Regions from separate parts of the Rattus norvegicus genome. Here region 1 is linked to region 2. A link is a contact called in public Hi-C data. All regions are on one chromosome and are shown on one strand. Each heading gives the region's core, a stretch centred on a gene start, on an enhancer-like site or on the middle of the called end of the contact. The rest is flanking DNA. Distances are from core to core; before and after follow the strand shown.

Region 1 (6,754 bases), core at 474-2,973, 200 kb after region 2:
AACACTGTGTTTTCCGGGTGTCACAACAGAAAATATTTCCATGATTAAAAACAAATGAAGGACAAGCAATTATTTTTGGTCTTTTACTCTATCTATCTATCTATCTATCTATCTATCTATCTATCTATCTATCTATACTCCCTGTAGCTCTTTCAGAGGTATGTTCTAGATTCCAAACAAAAATACTGCTCAAGTCAATTTATATAGTCTTAGCTTCTTTTTTGAAGCCAGGACCTTGTGCATACTAGACCACTGCTCTCCGACTGACTAAGCTAAATCTCCAGCTGTGTCTTCATGGGTCTATTGAGAGGCTTTATACATTGTTTATTGTCTTATTAGACCTGGACACCATTTGTATTTATTGGGGGGCGTTGTTTTTGGATTTGAATGCAATTTAAATCTGCCACAGATGTCTACATTATTATACAACCCAACGTTAGATTGTAACGATGTACTAACAAGGCAAAGAAGAGCTATTAAACAGTCAAGTGTCAGGTCAGTTTCAGAGACCTCAGATTCAGATCTCCAACACGTGTGTGTGTGTGTGTGCGTGTGTGTGTGTACATGTGTGTGTGCACACGCAGGTGCATGCAGTGTTCCTTTGTTGGGCTTGGAATACATTAAAATTAAAAAAAAAAAAACTAACAAACATCATACCCACAGACCTAACATTCATGCTTCCAAAGACCGACCAAAAGTGATTGCTTTAATCCATAGTTCCCAGCACAGCCGGTGAGCAGTCCTGTCAAGGTCTGTAGGTTGGAGGATGCATTCTTCCTTCTTTCAGTCTAAACAGTGAACTTTAATAAACTCAGTCTGAAACAATTCTTGCACCTTTTCTGCATCTATTTAAGATTATCTTTGTCTTTTTTTTTTCAAAGCAACATAATAGCAAAATAAGTCTACTCAATGCTTTTTCCTGCCTTGTCACTCAAATTCAGGCTTGTGCTCTCACTTATTGAAGCTGTTATTTATGTGTAAATTAAGATAGTTTATTTTAAAATGGCCCTGCAACTTCACTCGCCTTGAGAGGTTTTGCAAGAGGGATTTGTTTTATATTTTTATTTGCATTTGCTCAGTAGTCAAACTTTGGCCCAGAAAATCGTTAATGACTTGGAGACTTCCCTTGTTCTGTGGCAGAGAGCAGAGACTGAGCTTCGTCCGGTCACCTGGGAAGGAGAGACCCCACTCTAACAGCAGGGGGCTGGCTGCCAGAACACAAAGTTGGCTGTTTTTGCAACTGGAAACTCAGGAGGGATGGGCGGGGACCCGGTCCAACCACGCAACTAAGGAGTAAGCGAGCCTCAGACAACTCCACAGAGAGCAGGGCAGTGTGAGCACGTTCGGACACAGGCTTAGCATCCCACTTGCTCCAGCAGCGCCTCCCAAGGCCAGACGCAGCTTTCCATTGAAGGCGCAGAGTCCCCAGACCTGGGCTCAGCCGCACCCGTCGGTCGCCCCTTTCTCTTCTCTCCCTAGCTGCACACAGACGAGCACGTGAGCTGGGCAGCTCGCCCCAGCTGGGGCTCAGCTGACCTCCTCCTGATTGGCTGAGAGCAACGTGGGCTGGGGTGGGGCCTGGCCGCCTGCGTCCTTTCCCATTGGCTCTCGGGGAACCCGCCTCCGCTCAGGTGAGGCGGGCCCGCGGGTGCGCGCGTCGGGCTTAGCGGGCGCGCGCAGCCCTTTGCTCCCCTCCCCTCGCCGCGCGCCCGAGCGCGCCTCCGCCCTTGCCCGCCCCCTGCCGCTGCCTCAGCGCCTCAGTGCACAGAGGCTCCTCGTCTGAGGGGACGCGAGGACTGTCCTCGCTACCGTCGCGAGCAGTGTCTGGCCAGGCCTTGACAAGCCAGCCGGAGGAGCAACTAGGAACCCGAACCAGAGCCCGGCGAGCGCAGCCTGCAGCTCCCGCCTCGCCGTCCCGGGGGGGTGTCCCGCCTCACACCCCGCCTCTGGACTTGCCCCTTTCTCTGCGCGTGAGGACAGAGCCGGCGCTTAGGCCGGAGCGAGCCCAGGGGCTGCCGGCCGGGAAGACACCGCGGGCACCGATTCGCCATGGAGGGCGCCGGCGGCGAGAACGAGAAGAAAAAGTAAGCCGGGCCGCCGCGTTCTGTGGGCTGGCCTTTTTTTGTCTCTGCTCCCCTTCCGTCCCCCCCCCAGCCTCACGCGCCGGGCTCCCCCGCGGTCCACGTCGCCATCTTGGCGCGGGGGGTGGGAGTCGCGGGCCCAGCGCTCGGCGGGGCTGGGGTCTCCGCCCCGGACACCCGCCCCGCGCCTTCGCAGCCCAGCCTGCCCCGCGCGCTCATCCGGCCGAGCCGGCCCCGGCCGAGTACGCCCCTAGCTCCCGCGCCTTCCCGCCCCGGACCTCCGCGTTTGCCGCGAGCACCGGGCCCCGGGCGGACCCTGTGCGCGCTGCCAGCTTCCTGGGGTCGAGGCCCTCCGAGGCCGACCCCGGGCTCCCCGGAGCCGCCTCGTTGTACCGCGGCCGCCGCTGCCTTTGTAGGTTAGGGAGTTTCTTCGGGGGGCCGGAAGATGCTAACTTTCTAGTTTGCACGTGCAGGTTTTGTTGGAAACACTTGCCACCATCAGAGTAACGGGAATTTAGGAAAATGGCATCATTTTAAATAACTTACAGTTCCTACAAACTTGTGTTTGCATCACCTGTCAGGAGAGCCCAGACGTTATGTATGAATATGAGTATGCCTCGTTCACTCCTGAAAATAACTTACCGATAGTTTCGGTTAAACTTAGGCCGATAATTTAATGAGATGGGGTGGGGGGTGTATATAATGAAAGCAAATGAAAACCAGCAGTTAGAATGTTGCAAGTTTATTGGAACACCTGCAAAGAATTGTATCCAAAAAAACATACATCCGAAGTGAGAAATCGTGTGTGAGAACTCAGTGTAAGTTTATGAAACATCCTGTGGTTTGAGTCTGAGAACATTATAGGCTTACGAGTGCAGCTAGTAGTGGTAAGATCGATCCCTGCCGCCAGCACACAGTTTTGTCTACTTCGATATTTTAACCTTGAGAAAATCAGTTTAAGAAGTTGAAGGTTTGTTGTAAGAGCTGTGGTTACAAGGCTGGCTTAATTCTTAAGTCCTTCCAGTCTTCTGGAAGAGATTAATTCCCCTTATCCATATCCGCAGAAGAGATAAATGTACTCATTTTCTTGCTCTTCTGTACATCCCTTCCTTGCCTTGGTCTTTATTCCATAGAACGTCCAGGTCTTGGATGCACCAAAGAAAGCACTTTGAAAATGTTTTAAAGTGAGCATGCAAGTCTAGACTTAACTCCAGGAGTTACCAGAATTAGTTGCAATTAATTTCGCAGAAGTGACTACAATGCTTTTGATGAAATGATGGGCTGCTATTCTCTAAACCTTAGGCAGATTGCCATTGTGTACTTACTGTCCTTATTAAATGCTGAATTATATTATATTAATACACTATACCAAGTAATACACCAATCATGTCTCTTTCATATACACTGTTTGTGTGTGTGTATGTGTGTGTGTGTGTATTTAATCAAAAGTAGTCTTACAATGGATAAGTAAGTTAATTGTGCATCGGGTCCAGTTCTAAATGGTTTTTAGGTTTTCCTCAGAACCATCTGTTAATTTAATTTTTCTTGTTTGAGATGTTAGCAGCTTTAGATCAGATGGGATTATATTTCTTAATATAGAGGTTCTTAATATCACTAAAAGATAATAAACATGAGTGATGGGTCACTCAACACTTAGGTGCTATGTATTAAGTATGTCTTTTTGTAATCATAATTTTGTTGAAAGATTGAGAGGTAAAATTTTTCTTTCTCCAATTAGTCCATCTTAAATGAGCCTCCAAAGTGAACAGGTGGGAAAGAATTTTGCTTTTTTAATAGAGAGTATAGAAAACTCAAATCTCAAAGATTTGGAAGAAAGCAGAACAGAAAGTGAATAATAGATTTAACAGTCGGTATGTGCTGTGTCTGACTCCTTAGCTGTTGGTACTGAACTTGATTGACCTAATATGTATATGGATTCTTAGATTTCAAGAGAATGTCAAGCTCATTCTGTTTCTAGCTTGTAGCTGAACTTTCAAATCCCTCCCCCCAAATAGTTATTGGGTCACTAAAATAAAATCTCTTAAAGATGTTTCTTAATTTCTCCTTTTAGCGTTGGTCACTAAAAATCAAGAAGTTTATTAATAAAATTTTTATTATAATTTAGCTTTCCTCCTTGTTTGAGGAATCAGTAGTCTACTGATTTAGATAGAGGATACAGATAGATAACCACAAGTTGGAGTCCCAAGCCTTTCCACTTGTGATTGTTGGCAAGTTACTGAATACTTGTGGATTATATACCCCCCCTCCCAAGAGGATAATACTAGCCTTCTGAAAATAAGATAATGCATTTAAAAACCTTAGGCCAGCACATGGTTTGTAACACATTATATACTTGAACATGGGTGTTAACTGTTATAGTTCAGACTTTCATAATCTTCAAACCTTTCTTCTGTGCCTTCATGCATTTTTTTTCTTATATTCAAAAAAATGAGAAGACTGGCTCTGAATTGAAAGGCTAGAAAGGTTCTTTCCTACTGAAGCCCTGTCCTTGGACCATGGCATCTGGCATCTAGGATCAGTTGTTTCACTGAACATATGATAGACTCTAGGCACCTATCACAGTTCCCCATCCCAGTGTTTCCTCCCTAACTAGGTCATTTTGAATCTACTCTGGGCTCTAGTCATAAACATATGCGGCTCACGCTGTTCACTCTAGCAAGAGACACCTAAGGTAATGTAGTTTTAGAACTGGTAGTGACTTACTTTTTTTTCCCCTTGCCCTGATGCTCAAGTTTTGAGTAGACAAGTATAAATACTAGTTTCTGCAGGAATTTAATAGAAATATGGTATTTTGCTTATGTCTACCTCCATAGTTAAGACTATTGGCCTTCATCTCAAGGCAAGGCTTTCAACTTGTGTTGATCAGATGTTTACAGCTTAGTTTTATGAAAAAAAACTAAGGACACTCTTATTTAGCGTTTACTTAGTTATCAGAGTATTTTAACATGTTCCAGTCCACTCCAAAAGCACTTTGTGAAGTCTACAGATTGTCCCAACTTTCTGTGGTTTAGCTTTGTGTCTCTGATGGTGTCCAGGCTCAATCAGTTATATTGTGCTTACATCCCAGTGTTTTGTATGCCGTGGATGGTGTAGGAGGCTAAGGCAGATTAGTCTCTTGACTTTTGTTGTTGTTAAGAATTAAACAGTTTGGGGTTGGGGATTTAGCTCAGTGGTAGAGCGCTTGCCTAGCAAACGCAAGGCCCTGGGTTCGGTCCCCAGCTCCAAAAAAAAGAAAAAGAAAAAAAAAAAGAATTAAACAGTTTATGATGTTAGTTGTATGATTATTTCCATACATGAATACTAGAGATTTAGGTTAAAAGATGGGTATCTGAAACACTACATGACCTTTTTTTTTTTTTTTTTTTTTTTTTTTTTTTTTTTTTTTTAATCTGAGGTTATTAACAAAGGTCTGTCTCCTCATCAGGAGAAAGTAACCTAATACAGCTGTGGGGTTGAACTACCTTCCTACCAAGAAACTGATTTTAACTTATAAGAAAAAAGTTAAATTTGTTTCAGTTCCCCTCCCTTTGGGACTAGACAGCAATAGGTAGGTTTTACCTAGCCATCCCTGCTTGTGGTGTAGGTATTTATTGCAGGTTTTCTGCTTGACTCTGAAGGGTTTGAAAAAGAATTTAACAAGCCAATGTTGTCATTGCTCAGCATTTTTGGTAAAAGTATAGTGAGAATGTTTAATCATAAAAATTTAATTATAGCAATTTTGTCTTCATCTCTTGAAGTATCAAGAATGAACTACTTGGTGTGTGTATTGAATTTGATATTAAAGTTCACGCTTTCTCCAATAAATATAAACAGACTCATCTGTTTGCCAGATATAGTCTTTTAGACAAATGTAATATAAAGAATTCATTATAAAACAAAATCAAAAGAGATTAATCCATGACTTTCTCCCTATAATGTTTGAAGTGACTGTGCATGTTTTGTTTAATTGTTTAAAAAACTAACAAACTATTCTAGTCTAGCCATTTAAGTGTAAATTTTAGCTATGGCAAATTTTGTCATGTTACCAACTTTTTCTTCTAGCAAAACAGAATCTATGGCCATTTTACAGCTCCCAGCTTCCCCCTAGCCTTAGCCTCTGGTGCCACCATTCTCTCTGAATCATAAACTTGACTACTCTTGATAGATACCTCATGTAACTAGAATCGTGGTAGGTTTTGCCTTTTTGTGGAACTCACCTCAGATGATTCATACATGTTGAAGTGTGTTTAGAATTTCTCTTCTTTCTAAGACTTCTGTTGTATCACTATGCTGTATTCTTTGTTCATTGACACTTGGGTTGCTTCTTCTTTGTGTCTGTTGTGCTGCTGTGTGTGTATGTGTAAATATCTCACCAAGGTTCCATCAGTCCTGTTAAATTATAAGGCAGCAAATACATTTTTTGAGGAACTGCCATACTTTTCCCATAGCAGTTTCTACCTTTAAACAATATTCCTACCAATTGTGCACAGAAACTATTTCTCTGTAGCCTCCCTAGCACTTTGTGGGGATTTTGGGGCAGAATATTTGTCCTTTGTGGTGGCCATCCTAATATATTGAAGAGATTGTATCTTTAGTGGCTTGCGGATGATGGGTAGACATGGAACTACTTTTAAACAAACAGAACAAAATGTCAAATAACAGTTTGTAAGTAA
Region 2 (7,431 bases), core at 3,187-5,686:
GATGGCCGTAGTCCCAGCCATTGGGGAGTTTGAGGGGAGTGGACTATAAAGGCCTGCACTGGGGTGGGGGAATCCAGAAAACAGGTCAGGTGGGAGAGTGGGTCTCCATAGCCACTTGATCTAGTAGAAGCTGAAATATAAAATTCTTCATGGCCTGTTTGTGGAGACAGAGAAGAGGAGGGCTACAAAGGAAAGTCCACAGGAGGGCAGAGATGGGTGGTAGACCAAAGACCTAGAAGTCACAAGAGGAGACTCAACTGCTAGGAACTCAGGTCACCAGAGGACTTGGAGGCCTTTCTTGGATCTGGCAGAAAGTGGTGGGCATCTCTTTCTTCATTTTGCAGCTTTTGCTGGGCCAGTCTCTCTGCCCCGATAACCATCTGGAGTTTTACTACAAAATAAACCATGTTCTCTCTGAGATCAGCCCTTCTAATGTGTTCCTACCACCTCATCACACGAGGGACATTATCATCTCTCCCACTTAGTTATCTCCCATACTTGCTGTGACAAACTATGTGATGAAGTCAACTTAAGGGTTTGTTTTGGCTCGCAGTTTGAAGGTATCGTCCATCATGACAGGGGAGCCATGACAGCAGGCACTGGAAGCAGCTGGTTAGGTCACATCCATAATCATGAGGGAGGTAAACACTAAGACTTCTTCCACTTTTATACAGTTGGGGAACCCCTGTCCACAGGACGGTGCCACTCACATTTAGGGTGAGTCTTTCCATGCCATTTAACTTAATCTAGAAAGTTGCTCACAAGTTTGTCTTCTAGGTGGTCATAGATCCTGTCAAGTTGTTTCCCTTGTCTGCTACATAGACTGGTCAGGATTCATTAAAAGACAAGGCTATATAACATGTTCTGGCCACCAAAACACACTTGCCTTGGGGAATTGTGAATCCTTCCAGGTTCAAGGGCCAAGCTCCTAAACCTTTGTCTGCTACGGCAGAGACAGAAGAACCTTATCAAAGATGAGTCTCTGTCAGGACAAGGTATACCTTGACCCCATGCTTGACACAAGGGTTGCTAGGCGATTGGATGAACATCTTATTGGGTGTGCAAGATGACAAAAAACAAAACCATTAGGCTCCCTCTCACTGTTTCTTCTGTGAAGCCTTTGCAATCATTCTTAATGTGGTTAAAATCAAGTGGTTTCCAGTTCGGGCATGGTGCAATCAGATTTCCTCACAAGGGTGCTTTCCACCATGACCTCTTTGACGTCAGAAACTGCTTCCTGTTGATGTGAACTCTGTCCCTTTTAACCCTGAAGATGATGTGGTCAGCAAAAATAATGAAACAGTAAGGCTTAGGAGACATTCAGCGTGGGGCTGTCTATTCCCGGAGACTTCCTTCTCGCTCACAGCTCTTAATAGCACTCTGCAGCTTTCAATATAGAGCTTGTTATTCATATGGAAACACTGCCCTGCAGCTCTTAGAGTTTGATGAGTGTAGATAGGCCTTCCAGTTCAACGGTGCCCTGAATCACTATCTAAATTATTCATAACCATAAATGTAATTGCTATTCTTTGATTTTTTTTTCCTCCATCTTCGCTGTGGCCAATGTGCCATGACTGTTTCTTACTCAAAACATTCCATTCCCCAAACAACGTATCTGCAAGTGAAACATATTTGTAAATCAAAATGATTGTGTAGTCTAGTTTTAAACAAAGAAAAATCCTTCTTAATGTGTCTTATAAGAATGAGCAAATGCTACAGAGGGAAAGGGTCTACCACGCAAAGTCTTTACTGGCACATTGCAGTCTGCCGGGCAGCCCATTAGTTTTGCAAGAATAATGTTTTAAAATCCATAAAGCTGAGAATCATAATCTTTATTCAGTGTTAGAAACCTAGGAAGCTGAGTGGAACTGAGTGCTTGGTTCGTATCGTTTTGGTTTTCAGCACAGTTTTGTGACTCTTATAAAGGCATTCTAGAATGAAAGTCCTTACCTGGGCAAGGTCATTGCTGTGTGGCATTAGTGTCTGTACTTCAACAGCTAGACTTGGGGATAGGGGGACTTTCATCTCCATGGATCTGCTAGACTTCGGGTTGACCTTAAAGTAGCTATGTAGGCAAGGCTGTCTGTCTGTCTATCTCTCCTTTGTATACATGTGTTATGTGTGCGTGTCTGTGTGTCTCTCCTTACCCCCGCTGTTTGTGTGTGTATGTATGTGTGTGTGTGTCTGTCTGTCTCTCCTTGCCCCCATGTGTGTGTGTGTCTGTCTGTCTGTCTCTCCTTGCCCCCATGTGTGTTTGTGTGTGTCTCTCTCCCCTTGCGTATATGTGTGTTATGTGTGTACGTCCATGTATGTGTGTGTGTGTGTGTGCGCGTACGTGTGTGTGTGTCTGTCTGACTGTCTGTCTCCTTGCCCTTCCACTTGTGTGTGTGTGTGTGTCTGTCTCCTTGCCCCTTCACCTGTGTGTGTGTGTGTGTGTGTGTGTGTGTGTGTGTCTGTTGTATATAATGGATAGCTGTTGGATGGGCTATAGTTCTAGTCACAGGGCCATGTTGGCTGAAGCTGTAGTGGAGAATTATGAAAAAGGAGTGATAAATAGTGACAGTTGCTATCATGTTTTGAGCGCTTTCTGTAGGCCAACTACTGGTTAAAACTCTTGCCTTAACAGAGTTAGTTGCTGTGAACTTTGAAGGTAGTCATTTTGACATTGCCGTTTTGCAAGGTGAGTTGAGGTAAGGGAAAGGAAGAGAGGGAGAAGAAAAGAGAAAGAGAGAGGAAATTTGAATAAAGGTCAGCAGAAGCTGCCTGTGCCTACTGAGAATTTTGGGTCCACAGCTCAGGTATTTTCACAGAGATACCAAGGACTTGGCACTGGGTGGTGTCTCCCTTACTACCTCCTCATAAGTCCCATTTGTTAGGATTCTGTTGAAAGGGCCTGGTGCTCTGAGGCCCTTTGCTGCTGTTTATGATGGGATCCTATGATCACTGTTGCTATAGGCATTTTATCTTAGATTTTAAATCAAGAAGCTCCTTGTTCCTTAAAAAATTGTATGTATTTTACTTAAAAATTTCCTGGAAATCACAGAAAACATACTTGAGGCTATACAAGAAAAGAACTGAAAATAAAGATTCACAAATGTAAGAGGCATTGTGGTATCTGAGGTAAGGAATTGACCAGACCTCCCAAAGGGATGTAAAAGTGAAAAGACACAAGGGGCCCTGGTGAGGTCTTCTAATCCCGCTCGTGGTCTCATTTCTGCTCTACTCCATTTCCTGCTTCATCTTTAACCTTGCATTGACCCGTCTGTCTATCTATCCATCTGTCTGTCCATCCACCCATCCATCCATGCACCATTCTGTTACACTAAAGGATTTAATGTGTTCCTGCCACACAGACAGCCTCAGCTCCTTGGAGTCACGTTCGCTCGGTTCTTACAGCTGAGACTGAATTAAAACTCTTTGTCTCAGTTTGAATATTCTGGGAAATGTAGGGCTTGTCCCAGTCAGTCGTGGGCTGGAGACACAGCAGTTGTCTGCATGGCCCTGGACAGATACCTCCAAAGGTGTCCTTCACAGCCTCCTTGCAATCGTCGAATCATTTTGTCACTTGTCCCATCTTAGCTGAGCTCTACAACACAGCAGGCTTTGCCTCATGTAGCTGCGTGTCTGTCCAGCTCCCAGGAGCAACCCATAATGAGAACTCTGAGAAGGGCCTCCCACTCTGAGAGATATGTTTATCTCCTGTTGCCGGAGAGCCAGGGCAGAAAGCTGGCACAGGCCTGGGTTAAAGGCACCAGGGCAGGTGATGACAGGAATTTTATTATTGCCATGCGCCAGCTCCTTGAACTCTGTGCCTGTAACTGATACAGGGCGTGGGACAAAGGGATTTCTGAGCTGCTTTGATTCTCTCAGGTGTTCATCATCCCATGCTGATGGCTTGCATTTGTGGTTAGTTGAATCAGAGACCAGAGAGAGGCACACCGGATAGACAAAGGGCTTGGCTTTGAAACTGAAGCTCAACCGGTCTCCTGGACATTGGGTTTCCTACCACACAGGTCAGGGCAAATCTGCCTCAAAAGAGCCAAAGCCACAGGTGACGCGCAGCAGATGCTTGGGCTCAGCTTCTAGGACACTGGACATAAGGGATCCTGAAACAACTGCGTATGCAGATTTTAAGTACAGAGAGAATCCCCTGGCTGTCTCTGCCAAGGTAGGATTAGCAGAGCCCTCCCTGCCTTAAATCCATTACACAGTCCCTCCCTAATAATTCAGGATTTCCCCAAAGGGCTTCATCTTATTTTGCAGCAGTGTGGACTGGGCAAGTAACCGTCAGGAGGAGGGCTTTGAGGCTCTCCAAGATGTAGGACTCTCAGCTCCTTCTCCAACACACTGCCATGCTTCCCACCACAATGATAATGGACTGAACCTCTGGACCTGTAAACCAGCCCCTATTAAATGCTGTCCTTTATAAGAGTTACCTTGGTCATGGTGTCTGTTCACAGCAGTAAAACCCTAACTAAGACACCCTCTTTAGCAGACATTTTAGAACAGGGTCAATAAAAGTTCAGGTCTCTAGAAGTTTCTTTGCAATTACAAATTAAAACATGTTGCTGATCAATAAACCTAATTTTAGCTTGTACCTTGTCACATGACTTTCATAAGCTAGGTCTTGTCTTCACTCCATCCTGGTTGCCTCTCCTCAATCTCGATTTTCCTTTCTCCCCGACTGAGGTGCTGGTAGCAGCCAAGGGGCTGTGAATGGTACCCTGTATTCTAGGTTGGTGCCAGGCCTATAATAGACGTGAGGCTCTGGATGGAAAGAAGGAAGAGCACTGAACAAAGCATCCTTAGTTTTTAATCTAAATATCCTGTTTCTCTCCAGATAGAGCAAAGGAGAAAGTGCCAGATTCTGTAGGCCGAGATCTGTCCCCCACCCCCACCCCCACACCGGCCTATAGCCAGAGCCAAGATGGAGGACAAAGAGAAGACCTGAAGGCAGCATATTCTACCCCCCCTGCAGTTTAGGGCAGGGCTCAGCTTTTTAGAATTTGGGATATGAAAGGGATACTGTATGTGGAAGAGAATTCCTTCTAGCTGCCCTTGTCCTCTCATGACCACTGCCAAGCACACCGACAGCAGCCCTAGAATGGCCACTTACCTCTGGACTGACTTCCAGTAAGGGATGTTCACTTAAGTGGGGCTCTGAGTGGCTGGCTGCTTCTGTGAGGAGAACATCCACGAAGAAGGTAGACAGTCTGGTTCACGAAGTGTGAGGCTGCACTACTTATTCAGGGATGCTGCAAAGTGGCTTCTCCATCCAAGTCTTCCCCACACCCTGGGGCTACCCCTCCAGATGAGTTCTATGTCCCTGGAGTGCCAACCTGTCACACAAGTCATTTGCTAACATGCCCAACCCACCCGACTCCTGTCCATGGAATATAGGCCAGCTATTGCTCATGTGAACCCATCCACCCAATTCTATCCCTCCCTTTGCCAATTGCACTCGAATGAGGGCCTTTAGCTTGGTCACAAAGCCGGCTAGATTTGTATAGTTTTCCTTTGGGCTATGGGATGGCCTGAAGAGTTGAGTTGGTGGTAGGTAGTCTTGTCTATATGAACTTTGTCACTTTGTTTTCTGCTCTTAAATAAATTTATGCTTCTAGCACGTATTATATATGTTAATATATATAATGTACAATTTCAAACTCCAAGAAAAGGTGGGTTCTTGCTTACATAATCCTTTGATAAAGCATCAGTTCGCGCACACACACACACACACACCACATGGTTGGTTCCCTCCCATTCTGATTGAGGTTTCACTTACTGTAGGAAGTAGGTGGTGTCACGGGTTGCACTGCCCTGACTGAGATCAGCTTGATACTGCAGCAGTGGTGCACTGGAAAGTGAGCCAAAGCCAGACTCCCCAACATTGTTCAGCCCAGCTGCCCCCCACTGCCCCTAGCAAAATTGGTAACATTTCAAACTGTAAGTAAAGGCGGGTTCTTGCCTGCACGCATCCTTTGATAAACTGCCAGTTTGCCTACACAGTGACCACATACATTCCCACCCCCAGAAAGGGCAGCGTGACATTGAGGGATGGCCCTCACCTGCAGGCCTTGACTCACAGAGATCAGGCACCTCCCTAAGCCTCATGCAGGTGTCAAGTGTCCCATTTCCTCTACTGCTTTCTCCATGGCTTTACCAGAATGTTTAGATTTGCTGTTTGTATTTTAAGAACCCATGTTCCTTGCCCCAGCTTTTCTAGGGTGGAACTGATCTGATCTGGCGGGAGGGGTCTTTGTTTCGCCCCCAACATGCCATTCAGTGCTCAGGGAAAGAAGTGAGGGAATCCACTGATGCTAGAGGTCTGTAACACAAGCCTTACCCTGTGTATCTCAGGGCAGCTTGCTGGATGGACCTTTCTGCCATTAAACAGTCCGACCATCCACGAGTTCTTGGTGCACTCTCGCATGGTCCCTACCTAGGTTTCTACAGAGGGACCTTGTTAGGAGCCCATTTTCCCTGTCTGGTAAGTCGCTACAGGTAGAGGCCCCCAGTGTGCTTTACATCCACTTGTAACTCATGATGTTTAGATGGACCAGAGTCTGTCAATTGTGCTTCCATTTGTCCGTGCTCTCTAAAGAGGTTTACCTGTTCTATGTATTCTGCTCATTTGTGAGCAATGGAGTGCCCTCCCCAGTGTCCTCTACTCTGGGATTAACCCTGTGTGCCCCACTGAAGACATTTGCCTAGGACTTAACCTCCATGCTCTCTTCCCTTAAGGTTTCGGGCTGGAATGAGAACCAAGGTCTCTTGATCCTTCCCCATGGTTAGTGATGTAGAAAGTCAAGGTTGTGTGGAACTACCTGAAGGAGATTTCCATGCCGCTCCTCCCTGAGATCACAGACCTGACCCCACACGGGGCCAACCTCTGCTCCCAGACAGCAGTCCACATGCTTCTTGGAACACGTCTCTTCGAGGGGAATAATGGTGATGATCAAACAAGAGGCTAATCCATTCCCTCGCATTTCATTTAGGACCGTCTGTTCTTTGTCATGGAGTTTGTGAACGGAGGTGACCTGATGTTCCACATCCAAAAGTCCAGGCGTTTCGATGAAGCCCGAGCTCGTTTCTACGCTGCAGAGATCATTTCTGCACTCATGTTCCTCCACGAGAAAGGCATCATCTACAGGTGAGTTTGCACACCGGGCCCCTCTTTTGAGTCCCTCCCGCCCCCGGCTCCTCACTTAGGCTAGCCTTCCGTTTTCCATGAGCATTGACCCAAGTCTTTAGCAATGAAAGTCACAGAAGGCCCAAGTATTCATTAGCGTTAACACAGAGATGAACTCTTAGCTCCAAACTAAAATGTACAGCTGAGGCTAATATTTATGGATTGGTTCCGCCAGCATTTACTGTGGTAGCCGAGCCCTGGAAAGGGCTGGATTCATTCCTGAACGTTTGAAGTGAGCTAGT

The links. A called contact is a pair of places that touch in the nucleus more often than the background predicts.
Region 1: a Hi-C map of kidney shows a contact between it and region 2, with 1.9 times the contacts expected there. The contact joins the promoter of Hif1a here to the enhancer-like site in region 2. A contact is called at or near these places in 2 of 12 Hi-C or Micro-C datasets (Schwann cells and kidney) and 1 of 1 datasets of contacts at active chromatin or transcription factors (oligodendrocytes).

What each region holds. Positions count from the first base shown.
Region 1 is chr6:98,358,175-98,364,928 of GRCr8, forward strand. It overlaps Hif1a (hypoxia inducible factor 1 subunit alpha), which reads left to right and starts at 1,724. Exons shown (of 15, transcript NM_024359.2): 1 at 1,724-2,084. The coding sequence starts at 2,050.
Region 2 is chr6:98,156,380-98,163,810 of GRCr8, forward strand. Prkch (protein kinase C, eta) reads left to right here. Exons shown (of 14, transcript NM_031085.2): 10 at 6,996-7,150. Among named protein-coding and RNA genes, the nearest start is that of Prkch, 130 kb to the left of the region's middle. Within about 2 kb of position 4,437, at least 3 of the 93 cell types and tissues checked have an H3K27ac peak or open chromatin away from gene starts, as enhancers often do.